2 separate regions of the Sus scrofa genome follow, and region 1 is linked to region 2. The links are chromatin contacts, called in public HiChIP or PLAC-seq maps. All regions are on one chromosome and are shown on one strand. The core of a region is the stretch at or near the end of the contact, and the rest is flanking DNA. Distances in the headings are between cores, read along the strand shown. Region 1 overlaps CRYZL1 (crystallin zeta like 1). Region 2 holds the start of DNAJC28 (dnaJ homolog subfamily C member 28).

Evidence for each region. HiChIP or PLAC-seq counts read pairs in DNA pulled down with a chosen protein or histone mark.
Region 1: a contact with region 2 is called in an H3K27ac HiChIP or PLAC-seq map of alveolar macrophages. The contact joins the enhancer-like site here to the promoter of DNAJC28 in region 2. A contact is called at or near these places in 8 of 47 Hi-C or Micro-C datasets (blood, liver, mesenteric adipose tissue and 3 more) and 1 of 2 datasets of contacts at active chromatin or transcription factors (alveolar macrophages).

What each region holds. Positions count from the first base shown.
Region 1 is chr13:197,225,965-197,230,968 of Sscrofa11.1, forward strand. CRYZL1 (crystallin zeta like 1) reads right to left here. Exons shown (of 13, transcript NM_001098596.1): 5 at 1,080-1,124. Among named protein-coding and RNA genes, the nearest start is that of CRYZL1, 20 kb to the right of the region's middle. Within about 2 kb of position 2,312, at least 3 of the 83 cell types and tissues checked have an H3K27ac peak or open chromatin away from gene starts, as enhancers often do. A contact at or near this core is called in alveolar macrophages and liver, where this site is marked.
Region 2 is chr13:197,112,271-197,116,770 of Sscrofa11.1, forward strand. It overlaps DNAJC28 (dnaJ homolog subfamily C member 28), which reads right to left and starts at 2,423. Exons shown (of 3, transcript XR_002338034.1): 1 at 2,129-2,423; 2 at 1-1,225.

The sequences.
Region 1 (5,004 bases), core at 1,062-3,561, 110 kb after region 2:
TAAGCACTGAACCACGATGGGAACTCTGAGGATAGTTTATTTTCTGATATGAACACCATAATACCTGTCCTACCTCTCTATTTTCTTCCTCTTTTTTCACCTCTGAGTGACGGGAATGGTGGCGGCTGATGTACGGAGCCCGGTCAGAAGCGTGGGGGCACCTGGGTTCCTCTCTAAACTCGTCCCCAATGCACAGCTCCTTCACACAGCTTGGTTCTATAGCACAGTTCAGTCTGCTTCCAGTAAAATCCCATTTTCCCCTGAGCAAGTCTGATTTTATTTCTGGTCTCTTACAAAAAGAACCTTGACTAATACAATGTCACTGACTTCTTGGGCAATTAAAAAAGATGAGACAGATGGAGTTGCTGTCATGGCGCAGTGGAAATGAATCTGACTAGGAACCATGAGGTTTCAGGTTCGATCCCTGGCCTCGCTCAGTGGGTTAAGGATCTGGCATTGCCACGAGCTGTGGTGTAGGTCACAGACTCGGCTCAGATCTGGCGTTGCTGTGAGCTGTGGTGTAGGCTGGTGGCTACAGCTCCGATTGGACCCTTAGCCTGGGAACCTTCATGTGCCGAGTGCATGGCCCTGAAAAGACAAAAAAAAGCCAAAAAAAAAAAAATTGCAAAATGGCATTAACTATGGATTTTTTTAAAAAAATTTAAAGTTTCTAGTAAATTTTTAGTTTTTCAAGGATAGTAAGGGAGAAGCTCTGTACAATTCAAGTTGGATGTGGAGAGTGGAGCTGGGAGACAACCAAGTCAGTCTGTGGTCTTCAAACAGATGAACTGGGACTTTTTTTTTCCTCTGGAACCTTCAGCCTAGCTATAGGCTGGGGCCAATCAGAGAAGGGCTGCACCAAAGACAATAACAACTACCGGTCATCTATCTATCATATCTACAGCCAAATAGTCAAAAGTCTCTTTATCAATGGATATTTGAGAGTAAATGCCAAAACTCGAGTAAGTACTTTTATATGACACAAGGTTGCAATAAACATTAACAACTGCATAGCAAAAAGGAAGAGACAACAGTAAAACAGAGGGCTTGAAATAGGACTAATACAACCTGTAACTTACCAACTACTTCATCATCTGGTTCGAAGAATGATACCTTGCTTCCAACTAAAGAGTGGAGAAAATTAATCATCAGTATTATCAGGTTATTAAATATAACCTATTAAAAATTTTTTTTGGTCCTTTATCCTTTTAGGGCCGCACCCATGGCATATGGAGTTTCCCAGGCTAGGAGTCTAATCGGAGCTGCAGCCGCCGGCCTACGCCAGAGCCACAGCAACACCAGATCCGAGCCATGTCTGCAATCAACAGCACAGCTCATGGCAACACCGGATCCTTAACCCACTGAGCGAGGTCAAGGATTGAACCCGTAACCTCATGGTTCCTAGTTGGATTTGTTTCCGCTGTGCTGTGACGGGAACTCCTAAAATAAATTTTAAAAGCTACGGACTGATAAAAAGTCACTAAGTCAGAGACAAGGTCAAGAACTCCTAGGACATTTTGATAGCCTCTAAGGACAAGATGGAACACTTCAAATCTGGATTCTTTACAAAATCTGGGTCATGTGGTTGTGGATATCTTGGAGAAGGATGTCTCTCTGTTTAGCTAAGGATGAAGGAAAAAAGGAAAATAACCCAGTCCATAGCTCTTACGATAATTACACTGGATACCTAGGGTTCCCCACCTCCTGTGGCTACTCTAGCCCATCATTATTTTAGTGGCAGAATTTCAGATGCACAATGGGGAATTCTGGTTAGAGATCCATACAAAATTACTTCAATTTGGGATTACAAAAATAAATTCAGAATTGTGCCAAGAAATCTGGGGCACTATACAGAAGGGATAGTTACGAGAAAAGGTCTCCATCATCAGTCAGTTCTTTAGAATATTTCTGTTCTGATAGTTACAGTCGGAAATAGGAGTAAAAAAACCAAACCTCCTTGAATGCCTACTTGTGCCAGAATTTTAGCACATGATCACATTTAATCTTCAAAGCATACTTATTGAGCAGATATTACTATTCTTTTTTTTTTTTTTTTTTTTTTTTTTTTTTTTTTTTTTTTTTTTTTTAGGGTCACACCTGTGGCATATGGAGGTTCCCAGGATAGGAAACCTAGAGCTAGGAAACCAGGAGCTACAGCTGCCCGGCCTATGCCACAGCAATGTCAGATCCTCAACTCACTGAACGAGACCAGGGATCGAACCTTCAACCTCATGGTTCATAGTTGGACTCACTTCCGCTGTGTCATGACGGGAACGCCCAGACATTACTGTTCTTGTTTAACGGATGAGGAAGCTGAGGTGGAGCAGGGAAGTGAGCGAGAAGCCTGCTGCATAAAAGTGGCCTCTCTGGCCCTGGCAACCAAAAGGCCCCAGTTTGCTGCTGCTTTGCATTCCTCCTGTGCCATCATCCCCAATACTTTTTGCTTCGGTACTTTACTCTTTCCCTTCTGCTGAGGATTCCTGTCTTCCTGAAATCACTCTGATCCTTTCTTTTTGGCTTGCTTCATTTTTAATTGTCCTTCAAACAGTGGCACTGACAAAGGTTCTATGCTGTCTGTACAGCTCTTTCACTTCTCTCTCCCTGAATGAGCTCATCAACTTGCTATTATTTTATTTAATTTATTTATTTATTTTTGTCTTTTGTCTTCCTAGGGCCATACCCGTGGCATATGGAGCTTTCCAGGCTAAGGGTCCATTTGGAGCTACAGCTGCCAGCTTACGCCACAGCCACAGCAATGCCAGATCCGAGCCATGTCTGTGACCTACACCAAGCTCACGGCAACACCAGATCCTTAACCCACTGAGCAAGGCCAGGGATCGAACCCGCAACCTCCTGGTTCCTAGTCAGATTTGTTTCCACTGCACCAATCCAACTTTCTATTATTTTAAATACAACCTGTAAACTGACAACTTTCAAATCGATGTATTTCCAGCCTAGATCACTCACCTCTGAGCTGAAAGTTACTAGATATTTCCAGGGGGATACCACTTAGCCACTCTGAATGCAAGTATAAATCCTAAACTCAGGGTCTTTCTCCAAATCAGATCCCCTTCCCTTATCCATGTGGCAGCAATTCATAGCTTAACCAGAATCTTGTAAACCATTCCTGGCTTTGACCTGTTTTAGATTAACCTGGTCCAGTCAATTATTAAGTTCTGCTGATACTGCACTGTCAGTGTGTCTTGGATCCATTCGCCACCTCTGCCACCACTGTCTCCACTAAGTTCTGGGCTTTGCCATTTTGCGCCTATTGGTCTACAACCCAAACAGTCCTCTTGCCTACAGCCTGCTTTGCCTCCCTTTTGAAGCTGCCCTTTCAATGGCCACTCTAATACTCTCTCTACAACCAAATCTGAGATATGAGCTCAGCATGGATCTGGCCCTCGCCTACCCTCTTGCCTAATTTTGGGGCAGGGAAGGAATCAGCATTCATATCGTTAAAATACTTTGTTCAGTATCTTCTCTAATGACTCTGAGTAGAATTTTGAGGGAGAATTTTCTTGACAAAATGTTTTTCTGCTGCCAAGTACCTTGCCTATGACTCCTGCCTAGAACTTAATTTTGTTCCAGCAACACCAAACTCTGTAATTCTTATATATATCACATTATTACTTGCTTTTGTGTCTTTGCTCAAGAGATCTTCTCTGCTGAGTGTGATTTTCCTCCTGAGGCCCCTTTCAGTCTGGGTGACTTCCTCCGAGAACCTTTCCCAACCTTCTGGCTGGGTGGGCACCTCTCCTTGGAGCTTTCAGAATAATCTGCTCATGCCTGTATATCTCTGTCTCTACCCCAGATTGTGAACTCTTGCAGGGCAGGGACTTTGTCTTATTTATCTTCACATCCTAAGCACTTAGCAAGTCTTCATTAAATGAGGAATAAGTGAATGATTGATTGATTGGTTATCTTCTGGCTGTTTTACTTCTTACTTTTATTTTTTTTACAATCTAAGCAGAAGAAAGGAGAGGGAATGAAATTATGACTTAGCTATGTTAGAAGACTATACTGAGAAAGAGAATCAAATATATTTTTATTTTTATCTTTTGTCTTTTTTTTTTTTTTTTTGTCTTTTCTAGGCTGCACCCGCGCCATACAGAGGTTCCCAGACTAGGGGTATAATTGGAGCTGTAGGTGCCAGCCTATGCCAGAGTCACAGCAACGTGGGATCCAAGCCAGGTCTGTGACCTACACCACAGCTCACGGCAATGTCGGATCCTTAACCCACTGAGCAAGGCCAGGGATGGAACCCTCGTCCTCATGGATGCCAGTCAGGTTTTCTAACCAGTGAACCACGATGGGAACTCCATTTTTTTTTTTAATTAAATTTTTTTTTTGAGAATCAAATATATTACAGATTAAAATTACTGGTGAAATGCAAATGTCTAACCTACATGATAATGCTCATTTATCCACTCACATATGCAGAAAGAGCGACCATAAACTGATCACTACTAGCAGCAAATAAGAACAGAACGTTTATTCAGAAACAAATTATTTCAAGTACCTTAGGCTCACTGTCCCGCATATTAAGACCACTATTTACTAACCTTTTTCTTTAAGGAAATTATAAAATCTTACTGGTTATTTCTCCCCAGTACCCATTTTCAGATGAGTAAACTGTTTACCTCTGGGGGGCGGGTTGCACATGAGGCATGTGGGAGTTCCTGGGCCAGGGACTAAACCTGAACCACAGCAGCGACCTGAGCCCCTACAGTGACAATGCTGGATCCCTAACCCACTGAGCCACAACAGAACTCATACTTTTTAAATACTCAACTTTAGGCACACTTTAAAAATTTAATGTGAATGTCATTCTTAACTGTTATATAAATTCTGGCCCAAAGCCAATTTACACAAGCAATTTAGGCTGGTTTGTAAAGACATCATAAAAAGGACAATACTGGTCATTCTATTCAATGGCATTACTCAGGGATTTAAATACATAATCCGTAAATATTCATGAAACTGTTCACAAGTCTTCAGTTA
Region 2 (4,500 bases), core at 1,173-3,672:
TGATTTGGAGCAGTGCTGTGAACACCGAGATGGTCAGATTTTAATAAATCTCCACACATTCGTCCAGTTAAAGAAACCTGTCTTGGCTCTAGCTGTTTCCTCCCCTTCTCTCTGATGGATGACATCTGGGTTTTTATCTGTGATTTCTTTTGTCTTTAGCAGGGTCTCATAGGTTTCCTGGGCTCTGGCAATTTCTTTCTGTGCATCAAAATGGACTTTTTGCCTGGTCAGCAGGGGAACAATTAAATTAAAATCATTAATTCGCTTGTTTAGTTTTCTGACGTTTTCTTGAAACTGCTCACAAACCTGGTTCCACTGTTTCTGTTCAGTTGGTGACATGGGACTCCCCAGTTTTTTCCTCGATGCTAAAATTGCCTCTCTGAGTTCCTCAATAGTATCCTTGATTTCCTTTTGCATTAGGATCCATTCCGGTTGATATCCATTATCTATTAATATTCTGTTCAGGTTGTGAGTCATGGGATCAATATATGAACAGCCAGAAAACTTTGTTAGAGGTTTCCCCTTCCCGCTGAGATTGTCAAAGTCTCCTTTGGCCATCGATTCCTGAATGAGATCCTCCACTAAACGCTCTATTGCTTGAGTTATCTTTTGTTGTTTACTGTGTCTTACATCTTTCACAGTTACACTGTCAGTGAAATACTGGCTTTGCAGCTTCTGCTTTTGGTATTCCATCACTTGCTCAGTTGCACGGTCTGCTCTAAATTGCCTATATTGCTTCTCGCGTTGACTTGGCGTCCCAAAACCAATACCTTCAAAACTTAAATAATGCCGGTGTTGGGGTGTTTTATATTTGAATTTTTCTTCATCTTCCTCGTCTGCTTCAACTTTACTCTGCCTGGCATTTGTTTGTTCAATCACGTGAGAAAGCACCTTCCTATAAGCTTCTTCGATCCTTATAAATGTTGCAGAATCAGCAGTACTAGAGCCACCATCTGGATGGTATTGCTTGGCAAGTTTACGAAAAGATTCCCTGACATCATCTGCAGAGCATCCTTCATCCAGATTCAGCAGCCTATAATATTCGCTCATCTTCTTTTTGGATTTATAAGTTGACATCATTCTAGTTCTAAGCACACCAAGATATGGACCCATGTTCATTTGATGAGGAATCATTGAAACGTTTATCAGATGAGATCTTAGGATTCGAGCCATCACTACATACACTGTGTTCATTATTGTGCCCAGATTTCTTCCTAGCAATGATCTATAAAACGACAACAAATATTGGGTGAAGAAAGTTGTATTATCAGCTAAATCCATATTTTCAGCAATAAGGATGAATTACGAGTACAATACTTCTTTCTAATGCTGCTGCCAAAATTCTTACAGCTTTATTTCATTTGTTCAGCAGAGAAATGGAAGTTAATGATGTCTTGCGTCAACATATTGTGATGGAATCTAGATTCTACTCTGTACTAACCACAGAATTTTAGAGCTGGCAAGTTCTCAGAGATCTAATCCAATCTTCTCATTTTATGAGAAAATGCAGGCCCAGAAGGTTAAGCAACACAACCAAATCACACAGCAAGGTGTAAGCAAAATAGTTAGGGTTAGGGCACAACAAGCCTCTTGCATATTTGTCCTCAGCAAATTATAAACGTCAGTAGCACCACTATTTCTTTAGTGAGTGCATCATTGTCTTTATTATCCCAAGGAGTCTTCTCATGAGAAGACTTACATGAAACAATTAGAACAAGTGACTGATTCTGTACCTACTCTTGACACTAAATTGCACAGAATCAAGGGTCCAAAAGACTTTAAGCTCTACAGCGTCTTAGGAAGGAATAGTCTGCTGCAAGCCTGAAAGCCGAGATGAAAGGTGAACTCTCTCAGTATACTGTTACCTGTTTTTGTTTTGTTTTGTTTGTTTTTTAAACGCACAGCATAGTAGAAGAGAAAATCTTCTATATAGAAAATGGCAATGAAATGCTAGAAGTGACTTAAAAATAGGATTTTGATGTATAAACGCTAAAATTCAGCTCCTGGGGACTCCAATTTTCTATAAAAATTGGGGTCAACGGCTTTCAGACTTGACTGGGATGGGTGGCCGTCGCGGAAGAGAAGTCAATCTCGACACAGTACACGCCGGGTCCCGCCCTCTACTCACCTTCTCAGACCCTGGGAAGGGGCTCTGCGGCTCCCGCCCCCATGCTGAGCATCTGCGCATGCGTGCGAGGGCGGCCCTCCACTCCCCAGCTGTCTCCGCCGCTGGACTAGACCATCTGCCTTTTTACGCTGAGGGAACCCTCAGGGGTGCGGAGGGCAATGTGATACCGAATAGAGACAGATGTCCTACCTTACCAGGGGACCCCAGAATCTCTTTTAAAACAAACTCTTCCCAAAAGGACACAAGCAGGACAATTTCGGGACGCTCCGCCCCGCCCCGGGCAGTCGACTCCGCCCTCCCCACCCCTAGCGGGAGGTGGGTCGGTCGAGTGGATTCTGGGAAATGTAGTTCTCCAGGAGGACCCCGCCGCGCGCCTGCGCCTTCCGGGAGGGAGGCGGGGCGGTGAAAACGTCTACACCGCCGGAGGGGAGATGAATAGGATTTACCATAGCGTTTGGTCAGTGTCGAATGCGACCCTTGAAGTGCTAATGGTTCGGAGGGCGCCGGTCCTAGGTAACTTGTTTTGAAGAGGGGATGACAAGTCCTTTTCCCCCCGAATAGGACCTGAACAGCTTTTTCAGGTTTGCAGCCAAGGACACCAGCTCAGAGACGAGGAAATACTACCTGGCCCAGAAAGTCTAGGTTAGCTCGGTTGGTTAGAACGTGGTGGTAATAGATAACCCAGGTTAGAAACCTAGTCTTTCGTTAGTTCAGGAACTTAGTGAGCAGGTAGGTCATTTAGCCAGGCATTGATAGAGAGAGGGTGAGGACGGTCGAAGACAAAGTTAAATAAAGTGTTTTCTCGCTTTAAGTTCAGTCACTGTTATGGGGATTTACTATTTCCCCCTTCTGCACAGGGTAAGTTTTTAAAATAGGAAAAAGCAAGAAGAAGAAAAGGCGGGTCAGACCTGAGCTGAGAACTGCTTTTCTCTGTGTCCGTTTATCTGTAAAGTGAGGGTACCAGCAAATGGTGAACGTATTTAGCACTCAGTTTTTGCCAGGCACTGTGCTAAATGCCTATTTATGTAATCTTTTAAAATTCTTGCAACAGCCCAATGAGGTAAATGCTATTGTTTTCCTCATTTTACTTATGATGAAATAATAATTGTGTAGCACTCACTGAGTTTTTGTGAGATTTACACACTGTATGTAAACCACTTTGCATAGCGCCTGGCACATTAAATAATATTTTGTACTATGACTACGTTTCTTAAAAGAAGGCAGAAGTAGGGAGTTCCTGTTGTGGCATAGCGAAAACGAATCCAGCTAGTATCCTTGAGGATGTGGGTTCGATCCCTAGCCTCACGTAGTGGGTGCAGTGGGTTAAGGATCCGGCGTTGCCGTGAGCCGTGGTGTAGGTTGCAGACACAGCTCGGATCTGGCGTTACTGTGGCTCTGGGGTAGGCCAGCAGCTGTAGCTCCAATTCAACCCCTAGCCTGGGAACCTCCATATGCCTCGGGTTCGGCCCTAAAGAGCAAAAAAAAAAAAAAAAAAAAAAAGTAACTGCACGTACTATGCCCCTTTATCCCAAAGTACTCAGTATTTGTTTCCTCAAAACAAGGACATTCTCTTCATCATAGCACTGATAGCAAATTCACGACATTTAACTTAAAGACAGTATTATTTAATGTACAGGTTTTTTGTTTATTTTTTTGTTTTGTTTTTTAGGGCTGCACCTGCAGCATGCGGAAGTTCCCAGGCTAGGGGTCAAATCGGAGCTGTAGCTGCCAGCCTCTGCCACAGCCACAGCAACCCGGGATTCAAGTCGCATTTGCTATCTACACCACAGCTCACGGCAACACCAGATCCTTAACCCACTGAGCGAGGGCAGGGATCGAACCTGCAACCTCATGGTTCCTAGTCGGATTCGTTAACTACTGAGCCATGATGGGAACTCCTTAATGTACAATTTTTGTATTCCAGTTTTAACAATTGTCCTAATGATGTCTTTGAGAGCAACCATGGCTTTTTAAGTCAATAGAGCAAATGAGTGATAAACCAAAGCATTTTTGGTCAGTTTAATTCTGGGCAGAGTCAAACCACTTGAAAATATGGTTCTTTTCCTTTTAAAAGTTTGCTGCATACTCTGAAATCAACAGTCCTGTGATTATAAAATGTGACTCTGGGCAGAGTCAAACCACTTGAAAATATGGTTCTTTTCCTTTTAAAAGTTTGCTGCATACTCTGAAATCAACAGTCCTGTGATTATAAAATGTGATCAAAGGATCAAATTCAGAGTCAGAACCAAACACATAGGTTGACTAGCATTTTTATTTATTTATTTTTTGACTAGGGTTTTTTTTTTTTTTTTTTTTCTTTTTAGGGCCACACCCTTGGCACATGGAGGTTCCCAGGCAAGGGGTCGAATCGG